Regions from separate parts of the Mus musculus genome. Here all the other regions are linked to region 2. A link is a contact called in public HiChIP or PLAC-seq and promoter capture Hi-C data. All regions are on one chromosome and are shown on one strand. Each heading gives the region's core, a stretch centred on a gene start, on an enhancer-like site or on the middle of the called end of the contact. The rest is flanking DNA. Distances are from core to core; before and after follow the strand shown.

Region 1 (2,700 bases), core at 170-2,669, 540 kb after region 2:
TTGATACAGATAGGGATATCTACTTTACATTAAAAAGTAGTTAGTATGTCTGACAACTGGGAATAAGTCCTTAACAAATAACAATTATGATAATTTAGGCCACGTATACTGTGATAACACAGTATCATTCAAATAACTCTTGACAGGCTCGACTTCTAAGATCAAGCCAGACAGTCTGTGTCAGTTACCATGTGCCTGCAACTGTAATGCAAGGAAGTACAAAGAAATACATACTTTCTACTCTCAAGAACCCTACAATTTAGTTATAAGGTTATTTGAATGGTAATGTGTTATCACAGTATATTATGGGCAATGCATAGTAAAAAACCAATAGAGGTAGTTATTAATCTACACCATGTAATTACATCAAAGCACAGACATACCAGACTATGACTAGAGGTTAATACGGCTCACTCAAAGGATAAATGTGAAGTGTAGGATGAGAGATGTCTAGGCCGAATGGAGCCACTTCTATGGTAATCTAGAAGACATTCCCTAGGGGCAGGCTCAGTTTGTAAGATCAAGGCAGTCTGCGTCAGTTACCATGCGTCTGAGACTGTAATACATTACAAGAAAGTACAAAGAAATAAAGAAATACTTTCTACTCTCACGAACAATTTACTTGAAACTGAAAACATTGTAAAATAAAGTATGAAGTTCTTGGCCCGGCGTGGTGGCGCACGCCTTTAATCCCACCACTTGGGAGGCAGAGGCAGGCGAATTTCTGAGTTCGAGGCCAGCCTGGTCTACAGAGTGAGTTCCAAGACAGCCAGGACTATACAGAGAAATCCTGTCTCGAAAAACCAGAAAAAAAAAAAAAAAAGAGTATGAAGTTTTAAAAAGTCAATTATAAGTGCAGTAAGAAATCAGGAAAAGAATGAAAGAGTTGGAGTCTTTGGCAAGAAACTAATAGTGGTAGGGTGAACGGAGTGGGTTGACGGCCGATTTTGACCTAGTTGAAGAGTTCTTGAAAAGAACGGAGTTGACAGTACTCCAGGGGAGACAATCTAGACGTATTTCGGTAGGAGGAACCTTCTTATCAGGGTAAAAAGACTATTTTATTTTAGGCTTATTCTTTCCATCTGTATTTCCCACTCTCAGTCCTCCAAGCCAGTTGGGCGGGATGTAAGTAGCAGCAGGTAGCAGCTCACTGTGTTCAGCGTCCTCCTCCGTAGATCTGAGCTGGGAACGCGGAAGCTCTGGTTACTAAAAACAAAGTTCACCCAGGTCCCAGGTCCACGACATCTCAGCCACTCCGGGATTTCCGGACAGCGGAAGCGTCGCCAATAAGGGACCGGAAATCCCGCCTTCGCCGGAGGAAGCTGCGGACGCTAGACAGCCAATCCCGAGGAAGGCAATCGTTCCGCGGAGACAGCTGAGAGCCCGCGCGGGGCTGGAGGCCGGAAGTACCGTGGGGGCGGGACTTGGGGTGCCGGAAGTGATCATTCCTCGGTTCTTCCTGTCGGTGCTGTAGCAGAGGAGATGCTCCCGGCGGCTGAGAGGCGTCAGCCCGAGGACGGTTAGCGAGAGGGGCGCAGTGTGGACCCGGGGCCGGGCCGGGCCGGGCGGGTGGCCCGCACTCGGACCATGAGCTACCCCATGCACTGGGGGGAATGGATCCTGAACTTTCGGGTGCCGCCCGCCGGGGTGTTCGGCGTGGCCTTCCTGGCCCGGGTCGCCCTGGTTTTCTACGGTGTCTTCCAGGACCGGACTCTGCTGGTGAGGTACACCGACATAGACTACCACGTGTTCACGGACGCCGCGCGCTTCGTCACGGAAGGGCGCTCCCCGTACCTGCGGGCGACCTACCGCTACACCCCGCTCCTGAGCTGGCTCCTCACCCCCAACGTCTACCTCAGCGAACTCTTCGGCAAGTTTCTCTTCATCAGCTGCGATCTCCTCACCGCCTTCCTCCTGTACCGCCTGCTGCTGCTCAAGGGGCTGGGGCGCCGCCAAGCCTGTGGCTACTGCGTCTTCTGGCTTCTCAACCCTTTGCCCATGGCGGTGTCCAGCCGGGGCAACGCGGACTCCATCGTCGCCTCCCTGGTTCTCTCGACCCTGTACTTCATAGAGAAACGGCTCATCGCGTGCGCCGCGGTGTTCTATGGCTTCGCGGTGCACATGAAGATGTACCCGGTGACCTACATCCTCCCCATAGCGCTCCATCTGCGGCCCGAGCGCGACGATGACGAGCGTCTCCGGCAAGCCCGGTTCTCTTTCCAGGCTCGTTTGTACGACTTCCTGAGGAGGCTGTGTAGCTGGGCAGTGCTGCTTTTCGTAGCAGTTGCAGGGCTCACGTTTGTTGCCCTGAGCTTCGGTTTTTACTATAAGTACGGTTGGGAGTTTTTGGAGCACACCTACTTTTATCACCTAACTAGGAGGGATATCCGCCATAATTTCTCTCCGTACTTCTATATGCTGTATTTGACTGCCGAGAGCAAGTGGAGTTTTACTCTGGGGATTGCGGCGTTCCTGCCACAGTTCATCTTGCTGTCAGCCGCATCTTTCGCCTACTACAGAGACCTTGTCTTCTGCTGTTTCCTTCATACGTCCATTTTTGTGACTTTTAACAAAGTCTGCACCTCTCAGTACTTTCTTTGGTATCTCTGCCTTCTGCCTCTGGTGATGCCACTGGTGAGGATGCCTTGGAAAAGAGCCGTAGTCCTCTTACTGTTCTGGTTCATAGGACAGGCCTTATGG
Region 2 (2,700 bases), core at 152-2,651:
TGATAATTCCAGCTGTGTCAAGTTGACACAAAACTAGCCAGTACAACACATTTAGTTGCAGAGGCCTTACACTGCATATTTATTTTTCTTAAGCTTTTCATTTTCAGCATCAATTCAGTTTGATTTTTCTTTCATATTTCCATTTCTTTATTTAATTCCACTTTCATATCTAACAATTAGCTTCCTATATCATTATTAAACTTTTATTCATGTCTACTTTCATTTCTTTAAGCGGGCCTTCATATCTTTGAACATGTCAAGAAGTGAGAATATATTCATAATCACTCTATGGAAGTTTATGTCTAAGTCACGTCCATTAAGAGTTGCTACTCCGGGGAGTGTAGTTTAAGGAAGAGACAGGTTTGGTTACTTTTTGTTTTAAAGGTATGATTGTTTGTATGTATGTCTGTGCACCACATGTGTGCAGTGCCTTCTGAGATCAGAAGACAGTGTTTGATCCCCTGAAATGAGAGTTACAGACAGTTATAGGTGCTGAGAATCAAAACCAGGTCCTCTGAAAGTGGGAGCAGTGCTAACCACTGAGCCATCTCTCCAATACAAGTTATTTTAGTTTGTATTTGTGTGTCTGTGTCTGAGTGTCTGTGTGTGTGTCTATGTGTGTCTGTGTGTGTGTCTCTGTGTATGTCTGTGTGTGACTCTGTGTGTGGTGTGTGTGTATCTGTCGATTCATGCCTATTTGGTGTTCTGTGTACATTTCACTATTTCCCTAAATGTGGAACTATTTTTACTATGGTTTTGTGGAAAATATTTTTTACACCTTTAGCATGCAATTCAACTTCTTTTACTCCATAATTCACAAATTTGCTCTTTCCATGTTGTCCTAAGTATATCACACATTTTACACACTTATATTAAACCAGTCACTGTCTTTGACCTAATATCTCAGTCCCTTACTATGTCTTCCATCCCTGTTACTTTTTTTGTTGTGTGTGTCTGTCTGTGTATGTGTGTCTGTGTGTGTCTCTGTATACGTGTGCCTGTGTGTGTCTCTGTGTGTGTGTGCCTGTGTGTCTCTGTGTGTGTGTGGTATGTGTGTCTGTCTGTGTGTCTGTGTGTGTCTCTGGGTGTGCTGTGTCTGTGTGTGTGTGTCTGTGTGTAATATGTGATTTTAAAGTGGAGCTCTCAGCTCAGGTGTCAAGGTCAGTTTCTCTTGAGTCAATTTTCTTGTTTCCTTGAGTATTTGCAATGTTCCAGAGGGTTATGGTACAGTTGAGGTGTCATTTCTCTCTGTGCTTGGACTACTAAGGTCTGTGTCTCTAGTCCTCCTCTGAGAGCAGGGTATCATCTTCAGCACCAGTCATGACCAGGAATCGGCTCATTTACTGCTGGATGGTTTGTGGTGTCTCCCGTGTTCCTTTTCTGGTTCCACAAACCCGTCTCAGTGCTTGGAGTTCCTCTGTGACTGACCACTTCTTCCTTTTCTGTCTGATGGTGAACACCTTTCTGGACCAGCTCTGGACCAGAATCTGATGTTATGCTCTGGGAAGGGGTCCTCTGGATCTAGTTTGCCTCTGGGTCTGACTTCAGATCCATTGAGGGCTCTATCTTTGGCTTGCTATCTGGAAATGTGTGTCTGCCTTTTGGAATCTGACATACTTGCACTGAGAGTGCAGAGTGGGTCTTGGGGTGCTCAGCTTAGCTGCGCTTGTCTCACTAAGGGGTCCATGCGAGGCAGGTGTAGAGACAATTGGTGCTGATTCATGACGTGAGTGGGGGAGTTAATGTAACTAGGTGATGGTGGGTCAGTGGGAGAGATACAGCAATCTCCAGATCACAGATGCTGACTTTATAGGGCCAGTGGGCAGGAGGCAATGGATGCAAACATGGAGACACTGAACTCAAAGACTATGGCTTATTCTTGTGATTCAAAATACAATTAACCCCTTGCCTAAAAATACTAGTTCATTCTTCATATTTGTCTCAGCTACATTGTCAATTCCTTTCAGAAATCTCCCTAACTTACCCTAGCCTGGAGTAGATGCCTCCACCCTGCATTTCTTCCTGCTGCAGCATATATCACCATTTACTGAAATTTCCTGTATAATTATCAATCCCTCTATAAAGAATATAAACTCCACAAAGGGAACTCATTACTTTATAGCTACTGATCAACATCCATGATATGTCTGGCACATAGTAGGCACTTAATAAATATTTGTTGGATAATTAATAATGAATATGCACTGCTGTTGTATAATGGAAAACACTAGTAAGTAGGTTAAGAAGTAACACATCTTAATCAGCTCACACTTCCTCCCTCCAGCTCCGGAAACACCACACTGAAGTGAAAGCAGCTACCACACCAGTTATTTTTCCTCAGAAGACTGGAGTCTGACTGGACATGGCCCAGCGCCATCTGTGGATCTGGTTCCTTTGCCTACAAACCTGTGAGTTCTGAACCTTGTTAGTATTGAAGTCCTACTATGTCATAACTTTTTAGAAAATACACATGGGAGGGCAGGGACGTGTCCCTTTGATCTCGTTTCAGCAGAATTTCCTGGGCTTTCTGTTCATATTACACTCAACCTACTGAACTAGAGTGAGACCTTAAGACCCAAGCAATGTGCTTCATCACATTAAACCAGTCTTCTTTCACTTTCTGTCCCCTTTCCTACCTATGCCTTCAACTCCTGGTCCCTCCTCTTCCTATTGTCCTATGGGTTGTTGCACTGTTTATTT
Region 3 (2,700 bases), core at 134-2,633, 590 kb before region 2:
AAGAAATTAGATTTAGGGGTTGGTCTCTCTCTCTTCCCCCCCCTATCTTTCGTTCTCTCCTCTCTAGTGATAAGGAGTGAAATAGGGGAGGGGTAAAGAGGAGGGAAAAGGAGAAGCCACAAAATAGCAGACCCGCTTGCTACACTAGCCAGGCAGCGGTGGCGCAGGCCTTTGATTCCAGCATTTGGGAGGCAAAGGCAGGTGGATTTCTGAGTTCGAGGACAGCCTGGTCTACAGAGTGAGTTTCAGGACTCCCAAGGCTACACAGAGAAATGTTGAATTAAAAAACAAACAAACAAAAAACATCAGCAAAGATTTCTGACAACTTGAAACAGCAGCTCTTAGCACTCACCATTCCAAGGAGGAGGTTTCCAGTGGGCTGTTTCCTTGGAGGGGTACATGACAGCTCCCGAAAACTGCTCTGCCCATTCAATATCTGGCTGCCACTGCCGAGCACCTCTGGGGAATTAAAGATAGATTCTATACACGGGGCATGAGCAGTATGTGTGGTTCTTCTGTTCCAAGTCACTTCTCAAAACACGTTTTGGAGATTATAATGGAATCACAACATTTCTCCCTTCCCGTCCAGCCCCCCATATGCCCCTCCCCACTCTCCTTCAAAGTCATGGCTTTTTTTTCACTAGTTGTTATTGCAGGCATACATATATTTGTATATACATATATATTCCGAAACATCCTATCCACTCTTATGTGAGCCCGAAGAAGGATGGCCTGAATGGCAGAGCTGTGTTCTTCAATGCCAAGTCACTGACACATATATCTGGGACATACAAAGCTGGGGTCGAAGCTGCTTCCTGAATATGAATGTTGAGAACATCATGTATGCATGGTAAACCTAAGATTACTAAGAGACAGGGAGTATGGAAGGCGGGAGGAGAGAGGGAAAGAGCATAGGCGAGCAAAAAAGAGGGAACTGGGGAAAGAGGGCTCAGAGAAGAGGGGGTCTCCTTCGGATATGGGAGGTACTCTCTAGCCATTCATCTGAAGGGTAGGATATTTCATCCCACATATTTCGCTTCTGACAAAAAAATAAAAATTCATCTCCCTTATTTCCCATCCTTTGCCACAGGAGGCTGGCTGCACCTAGGAACCTAGGAAGAAATCTGGTCTGCGTGAGGAGGGTTACAGGCCTGGGTCATTCTCTCCTCAGGGGTCACAGAGCCCTTGAAATGTCCTCAGAGTGGAGACATTGCAGTTCTGCAGAGACCGCATGTAGGGACCGCCTCCTCCTCACCTGCTGGGCTGACTTGGCAAGCGGATCCCAGACCCGGGCCGCAGCACCGGGGCTCCGACCCCACGGAGGCAGCGCAGCGCCCTCAGGGCCGCCATCTTTACCGGGCTGCAGACTGTAGGAAGGAGAGCCGGGCGGAAGTCGCTCCCGCGCGCCCCCTGGTGGGCTTCCCTTCTTATCGCCACAACGGAGTCCCCATCTTGGAAGCTGGCAGGGAGGTCAATTGCGAACGGAACAACATCCGGATTCCGCTTCTCAGCTTCACTTGCGTTTCAATAACGACGACTGCCGTCATCTTTAGTAAGGGCGTCCCTCCCACGGCTTCTCTGGGCGTGAGAGATTTACTGCTCTCTCCTGAGGCAACTTCGCGCAGAATCCAGCACTTCCCGCTAGGTCCACGCTCTGCACTCGAACTTTCCTTAGAAACTGCGCTCCCTCTAGGTCCCCTACGCACTCTCTGTATGGGCGTTCCTTGACTATCTTACCATCTTGGTCAGTCTCCTGCGGTAGTCCTGCTTTCCGACAGAAGCCCCCAAGTTTTGATGACTATCTCTTTACTACGAAATCCAAAAGTGTTCATTTCCAGAGGTCCGGAAACGGGCTTGTGTGAAGGGACTCAAGTGCAGATGGGCAAGTCACAACAAACGGGAATTCACAGCCAAGGCCACGAGCGGTGGTGGAGCAAGGGGGCACTTGGTGCAAAGATAAGGAAGCAGCAATTTACAAATGGGAGGGGAAATGCTCTGACAGTGACTCTTCAATCCCTGCGATGCCCAAGTCACAGACTCAGGGAGCACCCTTAGCAATACCTAGTAACCCGCCTCCATCCTGGACGGTCTTACGTGCCACAGTCTTCCTCAGACGTATCTAATAACATAGACATGTAATAATTCCAGGACTCTGAGCCTAATTTTGTATGGACAAAGAGTTTTCCTGCCCTGGAGACTGATTTTTGTCTTTTTGTCTCCAAGCCCGGCTCCAGCTGGGCCACCCACTCTTTGAGGTTCTCCAATTTTCTCATTGGAAAGAGACCTCCTCCACATCTCCCCCAGACAGGGTCCCTGGGACATAGGCCACCAGCGGTGCAGCTGGGTGGAGCAGACAGACCAGGGGAGTGGCACCGAGCATTCTTTGTTGCAGAGGAAGAGGAGAAAGCCAGATTTCTAGGCTAAAAATTGACCTAATGGGAAGCATACCAAAGGGTGGGGCCAGAGATCCGTTGGCTGTGGGAACTGACCAAGACCTGGTGTAGACAAGGTGGTCCCCAGAAAGTCAAGGCAGAGGCTTGGTCCCCTTACCCTCTACAGCCACCTCTCCTTTTCTGGGCCTTTCTTCCTGAGATATAGTTTAAACACAAAATGTGGTGATGATGGGAGGGGGGGTTCCTCATTTTTGTGTTAATCCATCCTATGTGAAGTCAAGACAGACTCTAGCTTGCTTAGCCCTGG

The links. Promoter capture Hi-C pulls out the DNA fragments that hold promoters and counts their contacts. HiChIP or PLAC-seq counts read pairs in DNA pulled down with a chosen protein or histone mark.
Region 1: a contact with region 2 is called in a promoter capture Hi-C map of the HPC-7 cell line. The contact joins the promoter of Pigm here to the promoter of Cd84 in region 2. A contact is called at or near these places in 3 of 39 promoter capture datasets (the C10 cell line, the HPC-7 cell line and hippocampal neurons) and 2 of 115 datasets of contacts at active chromatin or transcription factors (bone marrow-derived macrophages and memory CD8 T cells).
Region 3: a contact with region 2 is called in an H3K27ac HiChIP or PLAC-seq map of microglia, with 4 times the contacts expected there. The contact joins the promoter of Ndufs2 here to the promoter of Cd84 in region 2. A contact is called at or near these places in 1 of 115 datasets of contacts at active chromatin or transcription factors (microglia) and 1 of 9 other capture datasets (pancreatic islet).

Annotation. Positions count from the first base shown.
Region 1 is chr1:172,375,112-172,377,811 of GRCm38.p6, forward strand. It overlaps Pigm (phosphatidylinositol glycan anchor biosynthesis, class M), which reads left to right and starts at 1,420. Exons shown (of 1, transcript NM_026234.4): 1 at 1,420-2,700. The coding sequence starts at 1,588.
Region 2 is chr1:171,838,296-171,840,995 of GRCm38.p6, forward strand. Cd84 (CD84 antigen) reads left to right here and starts at 1,402. Exons shown (of 9, transcript NM_013489.3): 1 at 1,402-1,503; 2 at 2,285-2,408. The coding sequence starts at 2,363.
Region 3 is chr1:171,245,739-171,248,438 of GRCm38.p6, forward strand. Ndufs2 (NADH:ubiquinone oxidoreductase core subunit S2) reads right to left here and starts at 1,384. Exons shown (of 13, transcript NM_153064.5): 1 at 1,256-1,384; 2 at 353-459. The coding sequence starts at 1,350.